Regions from separate parts of the Pan troglodytes genome. Here all the other regions are linked to region 1. The links are chromatin contacts, called in public Hi-C and HiChIP or PLAC-seq maps. All regions are on one chromosome and are shown on one strand. Each heading gives the region's core, a stretch centred on a gene start, on an enhancer-like site or on the middle of the called end of the contact. The rest is flanking DNA. Distances are from core to core; before and after follow the strand shown.

Evidence for each region. A called contact is a pair of places that touch in the nucleus more often than the background predicts. HiChIP or PLAC-seq counts read pairs in DNA pulled down with a chosen protein or histone mark.
Region 2: an H3K4me3 HiChIP or PLAC-seq map of stem cell-derived excitatory neurons shows a contact between it and region 1, with 6 times the contacts expected there. The contact joins the promoter of NSUN7 here to the promoter of APBB2 in region 1. A contact is called at or near these places in 1 of 7 Hi-C or Micro-C datasets (stem cell-derived neural progenitor cells) and 1 of 1 datasets of contacts at active chromatin or transcription factors (stem cell-derived excitatory neurons).
Region 3: a contact with region 1 is called in a Hi-C map of stem cell-derived neural progenitor cells, with 5 times the contacts expected there. The contact joins the enhancer-like site here to the promoter of APBB2 in region 1. A contact is called at or near these places in 5 of 7 Hi-C or Micro-C datasets (blood, induced pluripotent stem cells, a lymphoblastoid cell line and 1 more), 1 of 1 datasets of contacts at active chromatin or transcription factors (stem cell-derived excitatory neurons) and 1 of 1 other capture datasets (stem cell-derived neural stem cells).

The regions. Positions count from the first base shown.
Region 1 is chr3:41,536,173-41,540,173 of NHGRI_mPanTro3-v2.0_pri, reverse strand. APBB2 (amyloid beta precursor protein binding family B member 2) reads left to right here and starts at 2,063. Exons shown (of 17, transcript XM_063808776.1): 1 at 2,063-2,269.
Region 2 is chr3:41,071,364-41,075,364 of NHGRI_mPanTro3-v2.0_pri, reverse strand. It overlaps NSUN7 (NOP2/Sun RNA methyltransferase family member 7), which reads right to left and starts at 2,067. Exons shown (of 12, transcript XM_063808783.1): 1 at 1,942-2,067; 2 at 771-1,159. The coding sequence starts at 1,068.
Region 3 is chr3:41,256,376-41,260,376 of NHGRI_mPanTro3-v2.0_pri, reverse strand. It overlaps APBB2 (amyloid beta precursor protein binding family B member 2), which reads left to right. Exons shown (of 17, transcript XM_063808776.1): 8 at 2,516-2,601; 9 at 2,699-2,759. Among named protein-coding and RNA genes, the nearest start is that of NSUN7, 190 kb to the right of the region's middle. Within about 2 kb of position 2,351, at least 5 of the 24 cell types and tissues checked have an H3K27ac peak or open chromatin away from gene starts, as enhancers often do. A contact at or near this core is called in induced pluripotent stem cells and stem cell-derived neural progenitor cells, where this site is marked.

The DNA.
Region 1 (4,001 bases), core at 814-3,313:
GTACCCCTGAAAAATCACTCGATATTTGATCATCTGCCTCATACCTCTGGGTAATATTGGTCCTATATTTGGGGACCATAATTTATTAGTTAGCAAAAGGTTTTTTCCTAGTGTGGACTACAAACTTATTTTACTATGTTTTATCTTTAGGAGAGTAAGTACAATACTCCCTCTCCTTTCTTATCTGAGAATCATTATAGTCGTTTTCTCTGTATTTACATTTTTCCGTACATAGTATTATTTAAGAGCTCAAGCTCCAGGAAAACTGCCTGGGTTCAAATCCCAGTTCTGCCAATGAATATTTTGTGCCTTGAGTTAGCTGCTTCACATTTGCAAGCCTCACTTTCCCTATCCATAAAATAGGGAAAATAATAGCGCTTCATTCATAGGGTAGTTGTGAGGATTGAGTTAAATAACCTATGGAAAATGCTTAGCCAGTATCTGGCACATGCTAAATAGTCAGTAAGAGTTAGCTATTCTAAAACTGGTACTGTGTGATAGTGTGTATTTTGTACCTCTGCATTTTGACATTTACTCAACTCTATTTTTGCTTCAATAGAAGGTGTTCCTCCAGATCTCTGTCAGAACATTCCAAAAAGAAATTCATTCCTCAAGATAAGAAGGTAGACAGAGTTTTGAAGAATTAGATTTTATCTTATTGCAGGCATGAGTTTTGAGTTGTTTTTTATTTCACTTTGATTACTATATTGTTAAAGTATTTAAAATCATTACAGAAGAAAATCATGACCGTGATATTTTGTTGTGATCATTAAAATTCCCTTGGTTTAAGCTCAAACCGTTGCACATACACCACACAATCAAATAATAATACTAGAAGTTCTTAATGTTGGCACAGAAGATTTCTTGATGTTTTGTAGTTATACTGTTTTTTTTGTTTTGTTTTGAGATGAGGTCTTGCTGTGTGGCTCAGGCTGGAGTGCAGTGGCTATTCACAGGCAAGATCCTACTGCAACTTTGAACGTCCAGCCTCATGTACCCTCTTGCCTCAGCCTCCCCAGTAGCTGGTACTACAGGCTTGGGCCACTGCACCTGACTCATACCTGTTTAATTGAAATATTTAATGCCTAGACTCTGGCTATTCAATGCCACTTAGAAGTGGCTGGATATTTGTTGATCATGGACTATTTAAAGACTAATGACGTCACAGGTAGGAACAAGTAATAGGATCCCTTTTGTTGTCACCTATTTTGTATTTTGTAATCTTTGGATTGTAAAACTGCATTGTAATATAGTATTGCACTCCCTACGGTGTTTGTGCAAAAAACATTTTTTTTTTTCCCCATTAGATTGGAATTTTGAGAAATCTGGCTTCAAGTGCCACTTCTGCCTTTGGTTTGTCTAAATAAAGAAGTCATTTATTTCTCTGGGCCACAGAGAGGTAAATGTCATCTGTAAAGTCTAAGAGTTGATCTTGATTTGATTCTAGAATGGTCTTGAAGTATCCTTCCAAATAAAATTCCTTGGATCTGCCTCCTTCCCCCAACTCCCTAGGAGGACCTTTGGCCTTAAGGGACTTAAGAGAGGTCATTTTTATCTACTGTTCACAGCGTTTACTTCCATGCTTTAAAGAACATGCTCTTGGAATATTCTTGGATATTTCATTTCCTTGGAAAACAACTAATGGGTGAGTCAGCATGAAGAAAAAACCCACTCACAATAGATATAAAAATTGCATGAAGTGGTGAAACGAGAAATGATTTTCTTTGTAAACTGAAATGATGAGGTATGCAGAAACCAATTACTTATTTATAAAATGAGCGCGCGGTGGGAAAGCTTTATGTAGCAAAGCTAAAGTGCTGTTACATATTTAGCAAGACAGAGGGCATGGAGATTCCTCTCCATACTGCCTTAAAACTGCTGTTAAACGTTCCTTTCAGTGAGGGAGACAATGTGTTGGGAGGCGGAAGAAGGAAGGAAGCAAGGGAAGGGTCAAAGCCTTCCCTCCGGCCCCGATCAGTCCCCTCTGTAAATTCATAATTAAGGGAATTTCCTCCTGCAGCTGCGCAACGCTTGGTGGCCGTTTCGACGTCACTGTCAGGGCATTTCAGGGATTTTGTGTGCCCAGGCAGTGACTTCCCGACTTCTCCGGCGTATCCCCGACGGGGCGCAGAACACCGCCCGTGGCGAAGTCGGGCCGGGGCAGTTTGGGAACCCGTCCCCGGGAGCTCAGCGGCCAGAGGAGGGCGCGGAAGTGTTTCCTGGGTGAGCGCGGCAGCGGGACCCGTTTCCGGAAGGCTGATTGCATCAGGTGTGGAGCAGGGCGCCTCCTCGGCCCAACCTGGCGGCCTCTGCGCCTGCGCGCGCCGCCCCGCCCCGCCCCGCCGCCGCGGACTCCACCGCGGGTTTTCCTCTCCGTCGGGAAGAGACCGACCTGGGAGGGGCAGGCTCCGCTCACCTACCCCGGACCCCCGAGAGAGAGCGGGGTGGCCAGGCCGGGTTCCGGGGATCTGAGGGGAGCTGTGAGGTCCGGGAATAGAGTGCCTTGGAAAGAGGACTCGTCTGCAAGGTTGGAGGCTGGTCGATCTCCGCTCCTGACGGGAGTGGTGGTCTTGGGCTGGTTTCCTTGCCTCTTTGGCCTTGAAGATCACAGACTAAGAACCACAAGGCTTTCCAGTTCAGAGAGCCTGTATTTTCCCCAAGAGGTCTACTGTGGCCCTCGACTGTCCTTGGTCCACGGACGTGTTAGGTGGATCTTGGGGTGCAGAGACTCAGTCCCAAGAGTAAACACTTTTCATGAATTTATAGGGATTTCTCTGTGACAGTATTGTTTTTATGTTGTAGGAAGGAGGGACACGATTGCTGGCCTCCAGCTCGGTCTGAGGGAGATAATCGTTAATTGGAGAGGTTATTGGAGTGCAAAAGTCAGAAACCACCTTCCACAAGGCAGCCCCCCTCCCATCCCTTCGTAACAACCTCACTGAGTCTGCATGAGGGTCCCTCTATACACTCTATTCGCACCTTGTGCATTTCCCTCCCAGCACTCTACCTGTTTGAAATAACCTTTTTGAGTGATTATTTGATAGGTGTCTGTCACCCGGCCGGACTATAAATTCCATGAAAGCAGGGGCCTGGGCTTTTAAATTCACCACTATCCTCAGGCCTAGTACAAGACCTCGTGGATCCTTAATAAACTCATGTAGGAAAGAATAAAGTAATGCCCACCCCACTGCATAGAGTCCTCATAGGAAGAATCACGTGAGTTTTTAATTCGCGATCCTCGGTAGGACTGTGTATGTTTGTGTATGGGTAGGGTTCTCTAAAGTGTATAGTCCTCATACCAGCAACATCAGCATCCCATGGGAACTTGTTAGATATACAGATGCTTGGGCCCCACCACATATCTACCCATTCAGAGACACAGATTGGGACTCAGGGATTTGTACTTCAGCAAACCCTCCAGGCGATTCTGATCCAGGCTCCAGTTTGACAACCGCTGCCCTGGTGAAGAGCAATCCTAAGGATACTTTGGGGATGTCATTCACAGCGTCTGGGGCAGAGCACAGTTTACCATTTACTGAGACTCGACTCTTATCAGGGCTTTGTTTGCACGCTTACAATTAGAGTTATAGATAATATTATTGGCAATGGAAAGGAATACCTCCTTTTCCTCTCCGGCAGTTGTATTTCTCCCCTGATATTATCTTGTGATTTCCGGATCAAAGAAGAGTGTGTGTGCGGCATGTGCCTGGGGGTGGGGATAGGAGGTAGAAGGAAGGAGAAGGTGTCGCCTACAACTTGCAGTTAGCCTGGGTGGGTGTGGGCAGCTCTCCTGTGGGGACATTTTCCTATTGCAAGGGAATGCTGGCGTGTGGGAGAAAAGCCAGGGCTAAAGTAACCCAACTGCCTTTTGGTGCAGACAGACACCAGCCACATGGAGGGGATACCCGGGCTGCACTGCACGTCCTGCCTTTGGGTCTTACTGGGGCACCCATTGCCTCCCTGCGTGTTCCCAGGCGATTGGGGAGCGTGCCTCCCGCAGG
Region 2 (4,001 bases), core at 818-3,317, 460 kb after region 1:
TTGGCTTCGAAAAGTGCTGGGATTACAGGCCTGAGCAACTACCCCTGGCCTCAGATTGATAACTAACCATCCTTGAGTCTCAAACCCTGAAGGCAAATTAGAAAGGGAAGTTCTACTAAAGTTTGGCTCCTCCCATTAAAGCTAGTGGCTATGAATGGGATAGTCTTAATTGGGGTTGGTGTAATTTTGATATTCATTTTTTAAATTTTGCACCTTTTCTTTTTATTCCGTCTCTGTTCCTCTCCCCATCCTCCCTTACTGGTTTTATATTTGTGAAAGTTCATAAACTAAAATACCAAAAAAGGTAAACACAGGGAATGGAAAGAAATACACAGGGAGGCCAGGCGTGGTGGCTCACTGCCTGTAATCCCAGCACTTTGCTAAGCTGAAGCGGGAGGATTCCTTGAGGTCCAGAGTTTGAGACCAGCCCGGACAATAAAGCGAGACCCCTAACTCTACGAGGGGAAAAAAAATACAGGGAGAGGGAAATGATCATTGGAATAAATTGTTTCCTTGTTCAATGTAATGACCGCGCACTACACCGATCTAAAGACAAACACAGTGCACGGGGAAATCTGCAATCCTGGGCTGGAAGAGCTAGTTTCATGGGAACCCTAATTCCTTGACACTTGCAATTAACCAAAGATATGCACATGCCTAAAACCAAAACCTGGTGTGAATGAGGGGAAGGGAGGAGGAGGGCTGCATTCCCCAAATTCTCTCGCTATTATTTTCTTTTAGTGTTGATCTTCCAGACTGGCACAACTCACATTTCAGGGCACTGAAAGCCAGCTCATAAGACAAACGCTGAAAGGACTGATCCTCAGACTCGGACAAGGACCGCAGGGGTTCATTCCCATACTTGATTAAGACTTTCTGTGCCGACTTTTCGATTCGAATACCCTGAAAAATGTTGGCTGCCATGACATAAACGGAGTCCGGATAGCCCGTTTTTTCGGGCACACCAGCTGAGCTTTTCCCACCGGACAGAGGCAGGGAAGTGAGTTGGGAGATGATCTCGGGATCTTCTTCGTTCGAAAACTCCAGTTCGCCCGTGGAATTCAGCATGTCTGCCCCTCGCCTGTCGTGAGTCCTTCACCCTGGGGTTAGAATTCCGATGTTCCAGGAAACGGCTTTCCTCGCATCTGCAGCATGGTCTCTGTGAAGAGAAGGTGATTGCAGTAAATCACTCTTTCTGCAGCACCCCTGTGGGTGGCCCCCTTCGTTGTGGCCTTAAAGACTAAGAGGGAGCATTTCCTGTCCCATCTGAGTGTCCCAGACTTCGAGCCGGACAAGCCGCGCACGGAACTTCCACACGCTCAAAAAAAAAAAAAAAAAAAAAAAAAAAAAAAAAAAGCGAGGAGGGGTGCAGCGGCGGAGGGAGAAGAGCCCCAAGGAGACCGGCGGCTTCCCTCAAGCCAGTCTGGGGGCAGAGCTGCTCCCGGAGCCCCGTCCGCGTCCCCACAGCCCAGTCACCGGCTCCCCCGACTCCTCCCTTACCCCGAGGGCGGATGGTTCCCGGGGCTTCGGGGACGAAGAGACGCGGAGGGCGGCGTCGGTCACAGGCCCTTGGGAGCCCCGGGACTGCGGGGCGACGGCTGCTGCCCGCGAAGGCCGTTTGGTTCAAATGCAGCCACTCCCACCGGCCGGATTCGGGGCAGGGGGGTCGCAGCCTCTGGCGCCCGGTTCGCTCCGGTGTCGTGAAGTGGTGGGCGCCTCGGGGCCTCGCCTGGCCTCGCGCGTGAGGCCTTCGCGGACGTGGCGGCGAAGAGGGGTGAGCGCGGCGCCCGGGGTCTGGCTGGCTCAGGCCGAGGAAAGCTCAGCCTCCCGAGTCTCTAGCAGTCGACTGCTCCCGGACCGGGTCTTCATGGCAACCGCGAGCGGAGGTGGGGCAGGGGGCGCGGCGCGAGGGCCGTTCCCGCGGGATTTGGCGGGTGCTACCTGTTGCCGGGAGAGTCGCTCTTCCCCCAGCGCGCGGGGACACCTGTTTCAGCCCCTCCGAGCCAGAGGCCTCTTGCACAGTTCCTGGACCTCACCGGGCCTGAGTGCGTGCCCTTGGCTTTGTTTATAAACATTTGGGGATATTTTTGAGGTAGTCTGACGTCGTTCCGTGGTTTTAACTCACAAGTCCCTGAAGTCCCTGTTAAAACTACGCATTCTTTAAAATATTTTTTAAATATAGTAATAATTTTTTTTTGAGACATGGTCTCGCTCTGTTGCCCAGGCTGGAGTGCAGTGGCGCAATCTCAGTTCACTGCAGCCTCCTCCTCCCGGGTTCAAGTGATTCTCATGCCTCAGCCTCCCGAGTAGCTGGGACTACAGGCGCCCGCCACCACACCCTGCTAATTTTTGTATTTTTAGTAGAGACAGGGTTTCACCATGTTGGTCAAGTTGGTCTCGAACTCCTGACGTCAAGTGATCTGCCAGCCTTGGCCTCCCAACGTGCTGGGATTACATGCGTGAGCCACTGCGCCATCTGTAATAATTTTTTTAAATAACAGAGACAGGGTTCCCATTATGTTGCCCAGGGTGGTCTCGAATTCCTGGGCTCAAGCAGTCCTCCCTCCTCGGCCTCCCAAAGTGCTGGGATTTCAGGCGTGAACCACCGCCTCCAGCTAAAAAAAAATCCTTGGAACCCATCCTAGAGATTTGAGTTGCTAAGACCCAGTAATTTGCATTTTTATCAGGTAACTGGCGATTCTGATGCAATCAGCCCAAAGACCACAGTTTGAAAAACTCTGGTATAGTTGAAAGACAACTGGTCCTAATTCCACCTCTGCCTTTCCTCCTTAGGGATTTGCCCTTCCTTCTTTAGGCTAAGGCCATGTCCATTTCCAGCCAGTGGTTAGTAGGATGAAGGGGAAAGAGAGGGCAGCCCATATTTTTCAATGACCTGAAAGGTGCACATATCACTTTGGCTCACATTTTATTGGTCAGAACTCAGTCATATACCCAGCAACCAAGAGGCTGGTAAATGTGTCCAGCTAAAAATAAGGGAACTATTACTGTAGAAGAAGGAGAGAATGGATAATGGGGAAAAAATCAGCAGTACAGAACTCTAACCCTGACCCCTCCTCTCAGAAATCCACCCACTTTCATTATCCCCGGAATACGTTAAACATTCCGTAACATTTTATGTATACATGCATTCATTCGTTCGTTTAACAAGTATATATTAAATTCTTGCTGTGTCCCTGGCATTGTGTTCAGCCCTACAAGTAAAATAATGAATGTATAGAAATGATCAGACACCTGACCGGGCGCGGTGGCTCACGCCTGTAACCCCAGCACTTTGGGAGGTCGAGGCGGGCGGATCACGAGGTCAGGAGATCGAGACCATCCTGGCTAACACGGTGAAACCCCGTCTCTACTAAAAATACAAAAAAATTAGCCGGGCGTGGTGGCGGGCGCCTGTAGTCCCAGCTACTCAGGAGGCTGAGGCCGGAGAATGGCATGAACCCGAGAGGCGGAGGTTGCAGTGAGCCGAAATTGGGCCACTGCACTGCAGCCTGGGCGACAGAGCCAGACTCCGTCTCAAAAAAAAAAAAAAAAAAAAAAAAAAAAAAAAAAAGAAATGATCAAAGACCTTGCCCTCAAGAAATTAAAGATGGATATATTTGTATTTTGTCACCTTTTCATTTTTATTATAAAGATTCGTGTACATACCTGCATTCCCCCCCTTCTGCCATCTTTCTGTCCACACAACACACACACCTAAAATAGTCTTGTTTTATCTTTATCTTTTCATTTTTATTATATATCTTTTTTATTCCCAGATGCTAGCAAAATATCACTCTCTTTCACATACAGACATTCACAGAAGATTACAAATATGGAAGGTGTCTTAGAGGTCATGATATATTTTATCATGCATCACCCAGTACACAGTGATGTGAGGCAATAGCTAGCTATAAACTTTGAAATATTGTCATTCAAAATATAATTTGAAGAGTTTATTTTCTTTAATAATAGTTCAATGTAAGTAACAGTTTACTATATTG
Region 3 (4,001 bases), core at 1,102-3,601, 280 kb after region 1:
ATAAATTTCTCCACAAAGACACAATTATCTTGGGTCTTCCTAATTCATCCTCTGATTATCCTTTTTTAAAGTTCAACTTAACAACAAATATTGCTCACATGTAAACAGTGATGACAATTTGAGGCCATATAAGCTTGTTTTCTTTTTGAAAAAGAAATTCTAGCTTAAAATTTTATTTTGTACTTGATATTTCAGGTCCTCATCTCACGTCCATATTAGTAGCCCTACAGTGGTCCAAACCGAAATTGGTCACTGGCCCATCTGGAAATATGAGAAAAATTGGGCAACTTTCTCTCAGGAAAACGTACATGTACAAAACCCCGCACCCATTTCAGGGGTTCATAGCTCCTCCGAGCTAACAGGTTAAGATTGCCCTAGGTTATTAATCTTCTCTTCATAAAGACTGAACACTGCTTCTGGGGGTGGAGTGAGGGGAAAGGTAGGGGATTGGGCAACATTCCTGCCCTTTATTCATGAAGAGAAATTATTTTTTAAAAGTAAATACAGTGGTCTAAGTTCCTATTTTATTTTGAAAAGCTGCAGTTTAGGTGCCTAGACCAAAAATGAAAATGACACCACATGTGCAATAGTAATAATGGGTCTAAATTTGCAGTGTCTTTGCTCTCAGAGAGGCTTGCAGAGTTTGGTAAGTGCATGTTGCACCAGGCACCATGGCTTAAGCCTGTAATCCCAGCACTTTGGAAGGCCTGAGTGGGAGGATCACTTGAGCTCAGGAGTTCAAGACCAGCCTGGGTAGCATAATGGAACCCCCATCTCAACAAAAAGGTTTTAAAAAATTAGCCACGTGTAGTAGCATGCACCTGAATAGTCCCAGCTACTCAGGAGGCCAAGGCAGGAGGATTGCTTGAGCCAGGAGGTCAAGGCTACAGTGAGCTGTGATTGGGCCACTGCACTCCAGCCTGGGTGACAGAGTGAGACCCTGTCTCAAAAAAATTTTTAAACAAAATAAATGCATCTTTCGACGCACAAGACATTTAAGCTTAGTTTTTTTCTGCTTTTAGTGGTTTTTAAAACTGTATCAATGTTGTGAGTAAAAGTTATGGGTCATTATTCACTTCTCATTTTCAAAGAACTTCAGTTGAAAAGTGAATTAGCTGAAAAGTTTTGATGGTTGATTTCTTATACAAACAGATTTGCCTAACCAGTCAGTAAAGCAATTCACAAGACTGTCCCTGAGTTTTATTAGCCTTGCTTGCTTATTTCCCCAAATCTTAGATGAAAAATACTTGAATATTCACTAGGCCTAGTAGAAAGAAAAGACATTTTCTCATTGTCTGAGGTGGATGGAGCAGTTGTTTAGATTTGGAAATCAGTTATTGCAAGAGCTCTCGCAACAAAGCCAGGCTTCATGCCTTGCACTATAATTATGTTTAGAAAATCATTTCATGATCAAGTATTAATTTGTGAAGAAGCTTTTGAAGCAAAAAAAAAAAAAAAAAAGTAGAGCTTTTATGAATTGGAGGAATTTATGTTAGACTGTTTAGAGTTGTTTTTTGTTAGGTTAAATTTCCGCCAAGTGTTGATGTCAGTCTGTGTTCTTCACTAACCCTCTCTCCCCATCATTCTCCTTTTTTTCTTTTAAGTGAAAATATCTTGACCCCCAACTTTTGGGGCCCTCAGCCATGGGCATTCCCTAGTTTCCAAACAAACATGGTACCCGTCCCTCATTCCACCCCCACCACCAGAAAACAGTTCTGTTTGGTTTATAGGGAGGAAAATGGTTATTATGGAATTAGGTATGCTAGTTATTGAATACTTGGAATTATATTGTTTGCTTTTAAAATTACCTTAAGGAAATAACTGTCCGCTTCTAATAATGTTTAGTCGTTTATTTGGTAAGTAATTAAAGCACCATCACTCTCCTGCCCTCGTCTTCAGGTGATAATCTAGACATAGAGGGAGTGAGCCAACAAGTTGCTGTTAGAGTTAACTTGTTCCCTAACCCATCTTGTGAATATCAATGCTAACAACAGTGTCTTGTGTTTTTTTTTCTTTTCTTTTCTTTTTCTTTAAATCAATGTGCTTTTTTCCTATGTGAATAACTATATGTCTAGAAACAGCCATGGAGTGATTTTGCTGTTCTGAATGGGGGAAAGATTAATAGTGACATTTGGAAGGCAAGTATATTGTCAGATCTTAGATCATTTAATATTTTATCCTTTCTGCATGGCTGTGGCTGTATATTTTTCTTCTTTGTGAATATCATGCATTCTGCAGGGACACAGTGATCGGGCTTCTTGCTAGGGGCATTCAGCTCACACTCCTGTTGCCTTTTTTTGGTGTCTCCCATTGTGAATGCCCTAGGTTCCCCGTTGTTTTGTAAGAACAGGAGTTTGCACCAGTCAGCATTCAACAGTCCTTGCATGCCTTTCTCTGCCTAAGCTCACGTACACTCTCTGCCTCTTGCTGGGAAGACGTTTCTCCCCTTTGATATTTGAGGCAATGAATGGACTCCTCCCCCATTGTACATTAACAAGGTTCTATTTTCCTCTAGGATTTGCATGCAGCCACTGTTAACCCGGACCCCAGTTTAAAAGAGTTTGAAGGAGCAACCCTACGCTATGCATCTTTGAAACTCAGGTAGGACATTAGTAGGATCGACCTGCTGTCAATGTATGGCTTTGTGCAGATAGTTTGCAATAGAATTCTAAGTCCACTTTTCTGTTTTTCTGCCTAGAAATGCCCCACACCCTGATGATGATGATTCTTGTAGTATCAACAGTGACCCAGAAGCCAAGGTTTGTAAAGACTTGCTTTCAGCCACCAGGTTATATTCTTAGATCCAAATAATGACTTTGGATCATTGTCCAGTTTTTACAAACCATCAACCCAGAGCCATTTAATAAGTAATTATCCCTCAATTTTCTCTTTCCTAATCTCCCTGACACTTGAAGAAAATCCCTAGGCTAAGTTAGGTTTGTGGGGATTTCTAGAACCATCAAGACTCTGCCTGTATCTCACTACGTCAGCTCTTTGCACAATGTAATAAATTACCATTATTGTTCAAATGGGTGGGCTTTAGAAGTCTTTAAAGATACACCAGGCTCTGCCTTGCAAAGCAATGGGAGAGGAAGCTAAACAGGTAGGGTATGAGACCCCTCCCACCTACCGCCACCAGAGCAGCCTCATATCTGTGCAAGGTGAAATCTCTTTGCCATTCCTGTCATAAACACAGATTGGATAATTAGGTTTTATGATGGAAAACTGGGGGCAGTTGGGGCAAACTTGTGTCCATTTTGTTTCTGGACTTCTGGTAGGTTGCTAACAGAGCCAGCTTTCTGGGCATGTGGCCAGTGCAGCTGCACAGGCCCCACAATGAGAAGGCCCCTGTGTGTGGGGATGAATGCTTCAAGGTTGCTGTCAGGAAATTCTTAATCTTTGAATTTGTATCTTATAAGTCAAGTCCAATGGAATGTCCATGAGAGGGCTGGGCTTTGGATTGCACACAGTCCTGCCACCTCCCAGCGTCCCCGTGCGGTTCTCACCTTCTGGCCCCCCGGCGTCTCAGGCCCTGCCAGACCTCCCTATCTCCCTCCCTACGTAGAGACTTCTACTGCCCTCTACCGCGGAAGAGACGTGGGTGTGAGCACGGGAGGGTTGGGGTCAAGTGCACACTCCCTGGGTATCTTGGGATTGGAGCGTGGTGGTGACCAGCCCAGTCTGGGCTGGCAACACTGCTGTGTGTTCCACAGGCGACTTAGTGGGGGTGAGCCTCTTGCCTACCCGCAGTCCAGGCACCTAGCATGTCCCAACACTGATGTTGCAATACATTTATGGCCCACCCATCTGCTGTGGGTTGAGATTGTGGGCCCATGGGAAGAGAGGATTCCTGGCTTGATTTCCCCGCCCCTGGTCAGTGCATGGTGCATCTGTCCAGCAGCTGATGGGAGAGGGGACCCAGAAGCCAATGGTCTGTGTGCATGTACCAAGATATGGACAGGGCCCTGAGTGTTTGTAAGGGTTTGCACTTATAAGTATCC